Regions from separate parts of the Capsicum annuum genome. Here region 2 is linked to region 1. The links are chromatin contacts, called in public Hi-C maps. All regions are on one chromosome and are shown on one strand. Each heading gives the region's core, a stretch centred on a gene start, on an enhancer-like site or on the middle of the called end of the contact. The rest is flanking DNA. Distances are from core to core; before and after follow the strand shown.

What was found. Hi-C and Micro-C count contacts between places; a contact is called where the count stands out from the background.
Region 2: a contact with region 1 is called in a Hi-C map of leaf, with 2.6 times the contacts expected there. The contact joins the promoter of LOC107839529 here to the enhancer-like site in region 1. A contact is called at or near these places in 2 of 5 Hi-C or Micro-C datasets (leaf and placenta).

What each region holds. Positions count from the first base shown.
Region 1 is chr8:152,008,275-152,015,880 of UCD10Xv1.1, reverse strand. LOC107879800 reads left to right here and starts at 6,341. Exons shown (of 1, transcript XM_016726744.2): 1 at 6,341-7,606. The coding sequence starts at 6,730. Within about 2 kb of position 2,615, at least 4 of the 5 cell types and tissues checked have an H3K27ac peak or open chromatin away from gene starts, as enhancers often do. A contact at or near this core is called in leaf, where this site is marked.
Region 2 is chr8:152,047,519-152,055,124 of UCD10Xv1.1, reverse strand. It overlaps LOC107839529 (sugar transporter ERD6-like 5), which reads left to right and starts at 4,295. Exons shown (of 18, transcript XM_047394635.1): 1 at 4,295-4,601; 2 at 5,354-5,416; 3 at 6,165-6,254; 4 at 6,344-6,403; 5 at 6,493-6,558; 6 at 6,639-6,704; 7 at 6,775-6,850; 8 at 6,934-6,998; 9 at 7,125-7,217; 10 at 7,340-7,420; 11 at 7,517-7,601. The coding sequence starts at 4,452.

The sequences.
Region 1 (7,606 bases), core at 1,366-3,865:
AAAGATATAATTTTTTCTTTGTAAAACATACTTAGCTCACGATATATATATTTTTTATTTTGAGTCTGTCGAGATACATAATACATTCAACAAAGATATATTTTTTTCATTGTAAAGATACATAATTAGCTTCCAATACATCCAATAAAGACGCATAATTAGTTGGTATTCTTATAAATTACTTTCTAAGGACAGGAATTTGTGTAAATATGATAAGTTAAGGTGTATGTTTGTGTTATTTCCTAATAATATTTTAAAACCCAAATTTTGTAAAAACTAAAAAGTACATCTCTGACATGTAATAAACAATCTTAAAAGTATACGCGGTGTCATTTTTCCTATTGATAAACTATTATTCAATAAATTTTTTAAAAATTACACAAACCCACAATTTAAGATTCACTTATTACAAAAAATCTCATCTCTCCAAACATATTACAAAAATTTTATTTTTCTCTAAAAAAATAAAAATACATATACATAGCTTTCTATGTATATATCGGCCCTATATATTATGGATATGAATCGGCTTTGTTATGTATATGTCGGCCTTGTCATACTTGTTATGTATATGAATCAGACTTTTTATGTATATGTCAGTCTTGTCATATACAAAGGTTTCTATGTATATGTCGGTCTTGTTATATATACAAATCGAGAGAGATAATAAAGTAATTAAAATATTGAAAGAGAATGTAAATAATTCTAATAAGATTAATAAAAAGTTAACAATATTTTTATTAAGAAAACATATTTGTTGAAAATAAAAATAGCAACCTGAATGAAAATTGAGAAGACAAGTTTCACAAGTTGTATTCTACAACCACATCCTGTCACCCCTTATTTGAAATATCCCTGATTCATATTTCTCATCCCACCTCATGCCTATATTACATGCAAGTATTTTAAGAATAATTTTTTTTTTTTTTTTACTACATATCAAGCATAAAAAAAAAAAAAGAAAAAAGAAAAAAAGTTAACAACATCACTTATTTTTCAAAAAAATATCTTTGGCTAGAAAACATATTTGTTGGTAGTAGCAAAGACAGCCTTGGACAAGATAAACTCTGGAGGAGTGGAAGGTACATAATTGGAGTAATAATTAGCGGCAATGGGTGACGAAAGGGGAGGTTGGCTACCAGGAATTAAATTGAGGAATACACACACAAAATGTGTCAACTCCTTATTCAACATATACGTTGAAATTTGAATCAACTAATTGCACCGTATACTTAAATTCAGTCTTCTTGAAATAAAATATAGACTTTCGATTTTATTTTACTCAACTTATGTTACATCTATATTTTATAAAAAAAATAATATATATATATATATATATATATATATATATATATTGAGTTTATTTTATTAAACTAACTTCATTAATTATAATTTAACAATTTAAATTTATCTATTACTATTACTTTAGGCATAATTTAATAGTGGAATGCTATAGAAAAAAAAGATAAATTTCTCTTGACTTCATAAGTTGAAATAATTATTTTAAGCTAAAGAACCAAGTAAACTGTAAGGATGGGAGTATATATGATTATATCCGAAGTGTTTTATTCTCCTTTAGTCAGGGACGAAGCTAGTCTAATAATTGTGGTTTATTTGAACTTTCTTTGATTAAAAATTATATTATTAATATATAATTAAAATAATTCTTATGTATATATTATTGATGTTGAACCTTATTCGATGAATTTTTCTTCAGATTTTGAATCTCTCAGCAAAATTTTTGACTCAATCTCTGTCTATACTCAGTTTATGTAGAAGTTTTTTATAAAGATTTTGGTGGTGCGGTACTTGGCTAATTTGCATACTCTTGATAAAATTATTATTTATAAATATACAAATATCAAAAATTTATTTTGAATTATAAATTTTAAAATTCTTTCTTCTTTCTAAACTGTTGTATCCAGTTAACTAATATCACCACAAACTGGGGTGTACGGAATACGAAGAAGGTACACCTCTGAGTGTAAAGATCATTTGTATTTTTAATCGAAGAATATTTAAAGGATGAAATACGCAAGTTACTTTAGGATATGTCAAAAATATGAAATATATAAATAAATAAGAGACGTTAGCGGATTCAAAATTTTTAAATCATAAGTGTTTAAGTATTTTTAATATGAAAATTGCTACATAGAGTGGATGCTCAATCACTATATTTAAATTAATTACCATATTTTATACATAAGTAATAGTGTTTCTCTAAAAAGCAATGGACGCTTAAGCACCGATAGTGTATACATAGGTCCGCCGGCGATGAGAGGAGTGAGCAAGGATGTAACGAAAATAAGGGGTAATTGGTTAAAAGATCTTATGCTAGTACTAAATTCTATCCAAGCAATATCATGTCTGATAGCTAGTTAAAAAATAAATTATTCATATATAAACTTAGCACAATATAATTTATAATTTAGAAATCTATTTAATTAATAGATATTTAAGTTATGAAAAAATTTATAAGTGATTTTTTTGTTTTATGAATTAATTTCTCTAATCAGCTATCAAACGAGCCCGAGTTAATTGGATGTGGTGTGGGTGTGTGGAAGTTGGGAAAGGATGGATAGTGGGACCCAAATGAACGGAATCCTGGCCTCTTCAGAGTTCAGATAGCTGGCCTCAATTTCTTCCCTTGTTGTTGTTGCTGCCCTGGCCCTCTTTCCACCATACTTTCCCCACCCATATTTTCTGCCTCCCACCTATTTATCTGTTGCTACTATACAAAAAAAAATAAATCATATATCATTTAAATGAAAGTTTAGTTAGTGAGTACTAGTTGAGCTTCGCCAGTGGAGTAGTTTGTAGCCATGTAGATTCCCCCAACATCATAATTCATACATCAACAATTAGAAAGAGAATGTAAGTTGGATGAGATTTTTAAGAGTCCAAGCAGATCTCAAATGGACGGACATTATTTGCAATCGTCAGTCACAACTGTAATGGTTGCTAAGACTTCTGACATGATGCTAACTAAACAACTTCCTTTGTTCCCACATTCCTTTAACTTTTACAACAACAATTCACTACTATATGGTGTACAATGCCTCCTTTTATTTCATTTTACTTAACTCTTCTATTAAAATATTTATTTCAATTCATCTGATTGATTTATAAAATTAATAATTTTTTTTGGCTATCAATTTTATTTCTATCATTAAATGACTACATAAATAATTGTAGATAAATTTAAATTTTTTAAACATAATTAATAAGATTAGTTTACTAAAATAAGAGACCATTTTGGTCATAAAAAGTTTTTCCCTTTTTTTCAATTTTTTTTTTCACTTTAGTAAAAACTATGTTGTTTAGCCATGGAAATTCCAAAAACATTTTCAACTTGTTATTTGAAAAGTGAAAATAAGTAGGCGTTTGGCCATAAAAATTAAAGATTTTTGAAGTTGGAGTTGGAATTGAAGTTGGAGTTGTGTTTGACCATGTATTTTTTGAAAGATTTTTTTTTGACTTTTGAAAAGTATTTTTTAAATGTAATTTTATGTCCCTAACTTTTAAAAACTATTAAAATTGCCCAAATAACTACTTTACCTACTAACTAACATACAATCAAATGTGATTCTTAAACAATGAGAAAGATTCAAATAATTTTTGTTATGGTATTAACCTTTTTGTAACATCAGCTAACCAAATAACAATACAACTAGGGTGGACATTCGATTTGTTCGACTTGATTGTCTAATATCGATTCAGTTTTTCAATTTTTGGATTGACAAAAATGACAACCGTAACCAAATCGAAATAAATTTGATTTGATTCAGTTTCTATAAATTCGGTTCGGTTATTTCTAATTTTTATTTCGATTTTTAAGATTAAAGTAGTAAGTTTTTCTTTGTCATGACTGAACATTTAAAATTGATGATTTTGTTTAGAAAATATAATTTTTTTTCAAACCTATTTTTCATTTCCAAATATAAATAACTCACCATGGATGAAATGAAATGAAATAACCCAAAAAACATTATTTATACTGATTTCGATTTTTCGATTTAACCATTTTTTTGGAAAATAAAAAATCGAACCGTTTAATCGAATTTCTAAAATTTGAAATCGAAATTCAAAAAAACGAAATCAAAATTTTCAAATTGATCCAAACAAGACAAGATTTGGTACATCTTGTATACCATACCAGCAAGACAAGATTTTCAAATTGATCCAAACAAGTAAGCATTTGTACGAAGTTAATAGGCAAGATAGTAAACCATTGTACATATTTCTTGATGAGTAAGTATTATGTAATGGGCAAAGAAAAATAGGCAGTTAACAATTGGAGTTATATTAAAAAAAATAGGCTTTGTGTAATATTAAAAAAGATTGGGGCTATATGTAGAAATAATAAAAATTGAAATTGGAAAAAAAGTGAAAACAACAAAAAGTTGTTTTCACTTTTCACAAAACAAATTTGGAATTGTTTTTGGAATTTCTATGGCCAAACACCACAAATTTTATTAAGTGAAAAAATATTTCGAAAAAAAGTGAATAATTTTTATGACTAAACGACCTTTAAGTTTTTGTTGTTTTTACTTTTCTCCAATTTCATTTTCAACTTTTGTTATTATTACATATAACCACAATTTTTTAAATTTTTTTACAAAAATATCCTCTTTAACTTCAGCTAACCACCAATTTTGCTGTGGCTACGTGGGTTGAAAAAGAATCAAGATTTCATTTGTTTTACAGTTCCTGTTGTTTATATCAGGAAACATTTGGAGGTTTCAAGAGAATTTGTTAATGAGTGACAATTTCGTTTCTATTCTTCGAAAACCTGTGATTTTCTTTCTATTTCTAGTTTTAACAACAAGGTTACGTTTTAAGAACTTGAATTAACAGTTTGGTTCATGCAGCCAAATGGAATTTTGATGCAACAAAGGGTATAATAATTTGTCGGATTGTGCTTCAAACTCAAAGCTATTATAGCTTTAAAGGCATTAAACTAGTTTGAAAGAATTACATTTGGTTGTATGTTAGTAGATAAGTTAGTTAGTTGGGTGATTTTGATAGTTTTTTAAAAATTGGGGATATAAAATTATATTTAATTTTTTTTTTTCAAAAGTCTATATTTTTCTTTTCAAAAAGACATGGCCAAACACAACTCCAACTCTAATTTCAATTCCATTTTCAAAAAAATTCAATTTTCATGGTCAAACGCTTACTAAATCTATAAGTATGAATTGAAGAGGATAGAGACTATGCAGACCTAACTCTTGCCACGTAAATATAAAGGGATTGTTTTTAATGAACCCTCAATTTAAAATATAGCATATTCAAACAGTTTCAACAACAACAACAACAAACCCAGTGTATTCCCACCTAGTGGGGTCTGGGGGGGTAAGATGTACGCAGTCCATACCTCTACCTCTAATGAGGTAGAAAGGCTGTTTCCGATAGACCCCCGACTCAAGGCACGAGATACCACACAAACACATAGTGCACCACAGAAGCAGATTACATAACATAAATACGGCACCCATAAGTAATATAAAGCAGAGGAAAGCAGGGGAAAGCACACAGATTTGTATATTTTATGTAGTCACTAAATGATGGGGTAATATTGAAAGAACATGATAAACTTTTCTTAACTTCATAAATTGGACAACTAAATTAAAGCTATTATTTTTAATAAGAGGGACAACTAAAAATGAAACGGAGGAAATAAATTTTTGTTATATATAATATTATTACTATAAAAATTCTTAGTATATATTAGGTCGTCATCATCTTTTAGATAATATTTTATAAAGAAACTCGCAAATTTCCATGCTGAATATAAGGTAGTAGTTGTTTTACACCAAGAATTGGTAGAGACATTAAATTAAAGAAAAATAGTGGCTAATAAATTGAACAAGTTGTTGTCGAGTGAGTCTCGTTGCCATTTCCATTGCCCTGCCCTAAAAATATGTAATACATCACATGACATCCTTCTCTTATCTATAGTGTGAGGACCTTAAAATACTGCCCCTCCAATTTATGATTATGTGGATACCAAGCTGCATCGACCAAGCCCAATCCGTTATTCTTAAAAAATGTATTTTATAATTTTCAAAAAAAAAAATAAAAAAATTAATATAAATATTTGCAAGATAATATTTATATGGCGTTAGCATATACTCGCTACTCAAATCTCCTATGCCTATCAATAAATTGCAATAATTTTGATACAATACATATTAAATTCAACTTCAAGTAAAAACTTAATTATATAACCTTAATCTGAAATCATTATTAGTTTTTGCAAATATCTTAAATATAACCTCACAAAAAATAATTTTGTTAGATATAAACCTGTTCAATCTAGTTCATTGAAGCTTCACTTAATCAACATGCATGCTTACTCAAATCGAATAAAAAAACTTCTTCACTCCGACCAAAAGACGAGTTGAACTTAGTCGGCCCAACATAACTTTGACTGCTCTAGACATGAAAGGCACAAAGTATAGGTCATGAGGATAAAGATGTTGAGTTAGGGAGGGATAGAATTTCTTTTTTAAATGAAATAAATAAGAAAAACGTCACACCATCTTATTTATTCCGAGATTTATGTATGATACTTTTTTCGAGATTTATATAACTGAAAAAGAAGAAGATTTTTGTGCACAACACTTTTTGTACCACACATAAATGTTTAATAGTACATGTTCTTTAATATTGAAGTGTCTAATAAAAAATTGGGTCTGAATTCTCGGAACAAGTTTAAGGCTATTGATGAGTAGATTCATTACAAAAATTATTTTTAAAAGAAAAAAAAAATCTCAAAGCCCTTATATATATCCAATCTTGCAAGCTAAGCTCAAAAGACATACTACCATTATGATGACGAGCTTTTGTAATAAAAAAGTCCACCCTTTCTTGTGTGTATCAAATTCCAAAGACAATGGAACCCTGATGGACCTTTCCACCCCCCGTATAAATATTCTCACAACCCCATCAATCGGCGGCGACATCTCTGCAGTTGACACTCAAAAGCCTACCAGTTACGTCGACTCCGGCCACATGACACCGCCAGCTGCTGTGGCGAAGAAAGATCCCGGCGGAATTGGGTTCTTAGATGAAGTCGGCGGGAGTGTTGATGGACTAATGTCATGTACAGAGAGTCTTGGTTTTGAGAGTTCTGATGAGAGGACAGTAGATGATCAAATTGATCATATCGAAGAACTAGGTTTGTTTGCTAGGAAATCAAATAATTGTACTAGTAATATGTCTGGGACTAATTCAAGGTGCTGGCAAAGAAGTAGTAATTTTGGGGAGAAGAAAGAGAAGAAGGAGTTTCCGCCGCCATTATCGTCGTTGAGCCAAGATGGAAAGCCCAATTTCTTCATGCGTGCGGTGAGGAAAGATGGACGGTTAGAATTGACCGAGGTGAAAATTGATCGGCCTGAAACTCTCCGTGCTTCCCGCCAAGATGGACGGTTGAGATTGCATTTTATTCGCAACCTCGAAGAAGAAGACGAAAATTACTATTTTCCCGCGGAAACAGAGGAACGTCTAGACGATGAAGAGGAAGTAATTGAAACAGATGAAGAAAATGATGATGAAGAGGAAGAAGAAGATGTTGCGGAGTGGAAGTTTCCGGTGACACGTG
Region 2 (7,606 bases), core at 3,046-5,545, 38 kb before region 1:
GAGCAAAAAGTCTACAAAACAACCTCTTTATCCTATTGTCAATTATCTATCATATACAGCTCTTTCTCCTACATATGTCTCATATTTAGCAGCTCTCTTCTCAACTGTGGAACCATAAAGTTTTCAAGAGGCTTTACAAGATAAACATTGGATAGAAGTTATGCAATAAGAAATTGCAGCACTAGAGGACAATCACACATGGAAGATAGTAGATTTGCCAGCAAGAAAAAAAAAACTATAGGGTTCAAATGGGTATATAAAATAAAGTAAACTGCAAACGGAGATGTAGAGAGGTACAAGACAAGGTTGGTGGCAAAGGTCTATACCCAAAAGGAGGGGCTTGACTATCATGACACCTTCTCACCTGTGGCAAAAATGGTTACAGTGAGAACTGTCATCAGTGTTGCGGCATTACAGAATTGACCCTTATTTCATATGGATGTTAGTAATGCATTCCTACAAGGAGATTTAGTTAAAGAGGTTTACATGGATATGCCTCAAGGTTTTCATCAACAAGGAAAAGAGATAAAGGTTTGTAGACTACTTAAATCACTATATGGCCTGAAACAAGCTTCTATGCAATGGAATATCAAGTTAACTGAAGCATTAACATGCGTCGGTTATGTTCAAAATGCACATGATCACTCCCTGTTCACCAAGAAAAAAGGAGATGCAAAGGTCATTATTCTTGTTTATGTAGATGACTTGATGATTACGGAAAATGATGCACAATTGATCTCTGACACTAAGTCTACACTACACAAGAATTTTAAGATCAAAGATCTTGTAATACTTCCTTGGCATAGAAGTGATGAGATCAACTAAGGGGGTGATACTTAATTAGAGAAAATACTCACTGAAACTTTTGTCAGAAGTGGGATTGAGTGGTGCTAAACTTGCACCTACAGTGGAATGTGATAAGCAGATGGGATGCACTGATGATCAGTTATTGAAAGATGTTACAAGTTATCAGAAACATATAGGAAAACTGATTTATCTTACCATTACTAGGCTTGATCTTTGATTTGCTGTCCAAGTACTTAGCCAATTCATGCAAAAACCTAAACAACCTCATCAAGAAGCTGCCTTAAGAGTTCTGAGATATGTGAAAGGAAGTCCAGGACTTGGCCTCTTTTTCCCAGCAGGGTCTAAGACACAGTTAATTGTATATTATAACTCCGACTGGGTTGCTTGTCCAAATACTTGGAGGTCTGTTACAGGGTATGTAATGAAATTGGGTGAATGTTTGATTTCTTGGAAGTCAAAGAAACAACACACTGTCAGTAGGAGCTTTGCAGAAACCGAATATAGGAGCATGGCTGTTGCTGTTGCTGAAATAGTATGGATCACTGGATTAATTAATGACTTAGGGATCAATATAACTACTCCAGTTCCTCTATATTGTGATAACAAGTCAACTATTCAAATAGCTTCCAACCCCATCTTCTATGAAAGAACCAAATATATTAAATTAGATTGCCACTTTATAAGAGAGAAGTTTAAAAATGGACTGATTCGGCCTGAGTTTGTGAACACAAGTTGTCAGTTAGCAGATGTTTTCACTAAAGGCCTGCGTGCTGCTCAACATCAGTTCTTGATATCTAGACTAGGTGTACATAATGTTTTCCACATTTCTGTTTGAGGGGGAGTATTGAAATATCTTCACAAGGAATGTATTGCTTGATGAGCTGGCAAGATTAGTTGTAACTGTTGCAAGTGTAGCTTGAGTCGGTTATAATCCCTCTCTCTATATAGAGTCAATGTAACTGTGAAAACAATGCTTAATAATAATAAAAAAACATTTCTTCTTCTCAATTTTTCCCTCTTTCTGGAAGTTTCCCATCAGTGATGGTTGCTTGAATTCATCTAGCTACTGCTAGATTTCACATTTTGATTATAAACTTATTGGCTTCCACCCATTAATATAAACTATAAACCTACATTGATTTTCTTTTTGAGAGATCGCTATCGATTGCTACTGTATTCAAGTTCGCCACTCATGAACCTAAACGAAAACAAGTTTGTTTTAGCAATAATATATTTAAATTTATTTCTATTGGTACTTTGTGTAGGCTTTTATGGATGAAGATAGTTATATATATGAACATATGAAAATAAGAAGAGAAGGTGGAACAAAATAAAAAAGTATGTTTTTAATTGATAAATCGAACCATTAAGGTCCAAAATTGATAATAAATATCTTATTGATGTAGTTATTAATTTAGCGTGATGGCAAACCAAAAATCAATAAATCGAATCGATAATATATAAAACCATACATAAAATCAATCTTAATATATACATATATATATTTTGGAAAGTCCAGGAAAACCCGCAGCCACTACACCCTTCGGATGTGCGCACTGGGTAAACCCCCTTGTGCACAACCTGCAAGTAACATCAGGGGTTTTTAACCGCACTAGACAAGTTCGGTGCGATAGGCTCGACTCAAAGACCCTACCTGGGAATCGATTTTAACCGCACTAGGCAAGCTCGATGCGACAAGCTCGACTCAAAGGCCCTACCTGGGAATCGATCCCAAGTAGTTGTGGTGGGTTTTCAACCCCCAATCAGTGAGCCACACCACAAGGGTGCCCTCTAAAATATTTATTATACCTTTGTCTTGTCTTGTTATCTTGTATGTATTTGATTGGTTGTAAAATATATAATAAACTAGAGAATGTGTCCGCGCTTCGCGCGGTAAAAAAATATGCATTGATTATAAATTTATTATTATCAATATAATTGAGAGAAAAGAGATACCAAATCTTTTCATACGCGTTTATATAAAAATGTATTCTCAATATGGGTGAAATCACAAAACATTGAAAAATAAACACACGTGTATTTTATTTTATTTTATATGATTAGATAGTAAATCTAAAAGAAAATTTTCTCTTATTTTCTTCTAATAAAATAAAATAGAAAAGTAGCAATAAAAAATAAATGTATATTTGAGTTTTAATTTTATTCTTCAAATTATTTTTTGGCACATCATTATTTTTTCTATTCACGTTCTTTAAATCTCCTTCTCAATCGTTAATCCTCTAATTAAAGAATTTTCAATTTTAGTGAAGTCAATATTTTCTCTCCAATCTCCGATTATCTTGTTTCCTTTTACTCCCTCTCTCTGCTGTTGCTACTTCTTTTTGTTTTGCTACTTCATCCATTTCCTTTTTCTACTTTATTTTCTCGTTCCTGTTCATATTAGTAGTCCAAAAAATTCAAAACACAACTCTTCTTTATATGTTCATCGACCCCCATCTTGAAATTATTTATTTCTATATACTTCAATATTTTCATCATTCATCTTATAAAATCATCTATTTTGACACATGTAGAAAATTATTAAAATAAAATAATGCTCTTTGAAAAATGAAAAAAAAAAAAAGAGGAAGAACTTTCACCAATGTAATTGGTATGAAGTAAATTATGTCTAATCAAATATTTTAATGACACCAAATCTATATCTATACTTCAGTCTAGCAAGATACAACACAAAAATATACTAAAAAGACTAGAAAAAAAAATATTGAATTTTCAAAAGGCACTACATCAAAGAAAAAGAGAAACGCTTGTATTTTACTGTTAGTATATAAAAGAAAAATCTCATAATCCATAACGGTGCTCATCAAATAAAATGCAGAAATGTTATACTAATTGAAGCTTACATGTATAAAAAAAACATGGATGAAGAACCTGCGAAAAAACATGATAAACTAATATATAAATTAAATATCCTAATCTGCAAAAAATATTCACATCGAAAAAATGTTAGTTGCGTGAATAAGAATATCTTATACTCCTAAAAAGTAACACTTTTTGACTGTGGAGCATGTATGTTTATAAAAAATACACACATTGAAATTAAAAGAGAGAAAATAGTGACCTCGAAAGGAAAAAAAAAGTGATTTGCACATGATTACCATCTTTTCTTAGAAGCATTAACCAAGAAGTTGGTTATCCGTTTGGGTTGAAAGACTCAATATATAAAGCAGAAAAGTGTAATTGATAAAATAGAAACGAATGGAAAAAATGTAAGTAAATCTGAAGATGGATGGTTTCAAGTAACAGATATAAGTATAACTTTAAAGAGGTGCAATTATGTGTATAGTTAATAAGGTACTCTTGATTTGTTGGAAGTAAACACGAATTTTAAGATTTTAGATTTAATGCTTATTAATTGAATTAATTAGCATAGTCTAGTACTTACCGAGTTGATGAGAGCAGCCTATTGCTGACTATGCAAATTTGGACAATAAATGACGTTGATATGTCTTAAAAACGGACTCAAACATAATGTTTTTTCCTTTTTAATTATTATCCTCTGTGTCAAGATGAACATGAGTGCAGCACTTGTATATATTGATTCGACTTATCAATTACAACATCATAAAATCAAAAAATAATATTTTTGAGAAATTAAAGTTAGTGACTGTAAGGTTAGTTAAATGGAGAGGGAAAGAATAGAAGATGGATTTACAACCACTGATCCTTTGCTTCCTACTGGTGGAGATACTCCGGCGCCGGCGCCGGCAACAGCCGCCGTCGTATTCAGCACCTTGGTTGCTGTCTCCGGCTCCTTTGTTTTTGGTTCTGCTGTAAGTGTTTTTTTTGCTTAGTTTCAGTTCTTTGTAAAAATGAAAAGTGGAATAAAATGTTACTATTGGTTTTGCTTTTAGTAATGACGTTTTAGTGAAAGTGCCATGGCTATTTGACCTTCAGTTACTCATTTCGTTTGCTAATTTGGTTAGATTGTATAAAAGTTAAAAAAAAAAAAATTGATAGTTTTCATAACTTGTGGTTCATCTACTAGATGAAATCAACTTCAACTATCATTTAAGAAATTCAAATTATACGTCCAAACAAAACTTCAATTTCAAATCATATGTAAATGGGATCATAAAATTTGTGAGCTTAATAGTATGATGGTATTTATATGGCTATCAAAGCATTTCAACAAAGACAAAAAAGAAAAGCCTTATAAATGGAACAAAAGTAACTCACTTCAGTGTAAATTTAGTACCCTATTTTGCCTTTGCTTTTTGGCTTATGTGAAATGTAAATTTGTAAGAGTATTTTGGAATGGTCCACACTCCAATAGATCTACAACAGGATGATGATGAACAGCTTATAAATTGGTTGTACTTTTTGTTTTGTCTCGTGGCATCCTAAGATGCTTTTATGTTTTTATGCCCTTAAAGTTTCTCATGGTACAATTATTTGCCCCTGAAGTTTTGACTATTACACCATGCCTATGAAGTTTCTAATGTGAAGAAGTTACCTGGTTCGTTATTTTTAATTCTGGTAAAATTGATCTGCTTAATGAAGACTGTTGTTTGTTCATATGAAGGTGGGATTTTCTTCACCCGCCCAAAATGGAATAATACAGGAACTTTTTCTCTCCATGGCAGAGGTAAGTTGTAACATTATTCATAAAACTCGAGACAATGTGTTTTATTTATTTACCGAACACTAGAAAATAAGCGAGAAAATCTTGTAGAACACATTTTTCATGGAAAATATTTTCCTTTGAGAAACATTCAAGAGCATCTCTTGTGAATGATTTCACTTAAACCAACAAAGAATATGGACAGAAATGGAGTTGAAGTTGAGGAAGTATAGTATAACATCCAAAGTTTCACCCAAAATTTCCATGATTACTAAGATGTTAATTTAACACTATTTATTAGATAATGTATCATGCATTAATAGACTAGTAAGCCATATATCTACTTTTTTCATAATCTTCACTTACCTCTTCAGTCTTTTAAGGATGCAGTGGTTTCATATTTGCTCACTAATTCAAGCACTTAAAATTTAAAAACCAAGTAGTGAACCAAGAATTAAGATTAGATAAGTACAAAAGGATATAGGAGAACCTAAGTTTTACCTTGAAGCTAGTCGTATGAGTATGTGCCTTTTGCACTTGATAACTGCATTAAGTTATTAGGTGTAGCAGAAGTGTTATGATTGAGTAGCATGACTTGTACTTCACTTAATTTCTGGAAAACTATAGAGTTTTCAAACACTTAAATGAAATTATGATCGATCTTGTCGAATTCTTTATTTCCTGTGATTCTTGACTGAAAGCAAGTTGTAAATAGCCAAATGTACTTGAAAATTTTTACTCTGATTCTGTATGTAATCTTTTACAATTATAGTACTCTGTATTTGGTTCAATATGGACTATCGGAGCGATGATAGGTGCTGTAATGAGTGGGAAACTAGCGGATCTTTTCGCCCGGAGAGGTGTAAGTTCTCAATTGGTTGTTTAAACATCTGCGCTAAGTTTAAACATCAACTTTCCATTTACAGTCAAATTATTATGTCTATCATGCAGGCAATGGGCTTCTCAGAGCTGTTTTGTCTTTTGGGTTGGCTTGCAATTATTTTTGGCAAGGTATTCATCTCAACCTTCATTCCACCTTTACGATACTGTTGTTTCCTCTATATCTATTTTATTTTTATATTGTTTGTCATCATCAACAGAATGCTTTGTGGCTTGACATTGGGAGGTTGTTAATGGGATATGGAGTTGGCATTATCTCTTACGTGGTAAATAAATTGAGTGTTTATTGAACAGGTTTAATATGTCTTACATTACAATTGACTTTGCTTTTGTTTTCCACACATAGGTACCTGTATATGTTGCAGAAATAACGCCTAAGAATCTCCGAGGCGCATTCACAACTGTTAATCAGGTAACCCAACAGTTCTAGTTTACATTTCCCATTTTTGGCAGCTAATCTTTGTATGCTTTTGATGCTTCAGCTAATGATATGCCTTGGAGCATCACTTATGTATGTAGTTGGAGTACTCATCAACTGGCGCCTATTGGCTACGATTGGTAAATTTCATTTCTTTCCTTTTCCCTTTAAAAACCTCTTGCTTTGGAATTGTTTATTGATCCAAAGTGAAACATAATTCCAGGAGCTATTCCCTGTATAATACAGCTTTTTGGCCTGTTTTTCATACCGGAGTCTCCGAGATGGCTGGTAAGATTGTACAACTTGTTCAAAGTATTTTCACAACTAGGTTCTGATGTACTCAGAATGATAAAAGTTGCATTTCATTTACAAGAAACAGAAGTTGAAGCTGGTTGGCGATGTTTTTGTTGACAGGCTAAGGCTGGTAAGTGGAAAGAGTGTGAAGCTTCTCTTCAACGCCTTAGGGGGAAGGATGCTGATATAGCAGAAGAAGCTGCTGAAATAAAAGTAAATTCCTGACTTTCCATGAGTGAAAGCATTATATGTCCTTGTAATTTAATTTCCATAATGATACTTGTATGACTGCAAAGATAAATAATGCTTAATATGTATCATATCTTGACTTGTAGGATTACACAGAAACACTTCAGAAAGTTTCTGAGGCTAAGATAATTGATTTATTCCAAAAGATATATGCACATTCTCTTATCGTAAGACTACCTTCTATATTCTCGTACCGACCAACTGATCTTTATCTTCTCCAATCAATAGTAATAGTATTATCTTTTATCTATCAATTCATCCAGGTTGGAGTGGGCTTAATGGTATTGCAACAATTTGGAGGGGTCAATGCTATTGCATATTATGCAAGTTCTATTTTTGAGTCAGCTGGTATA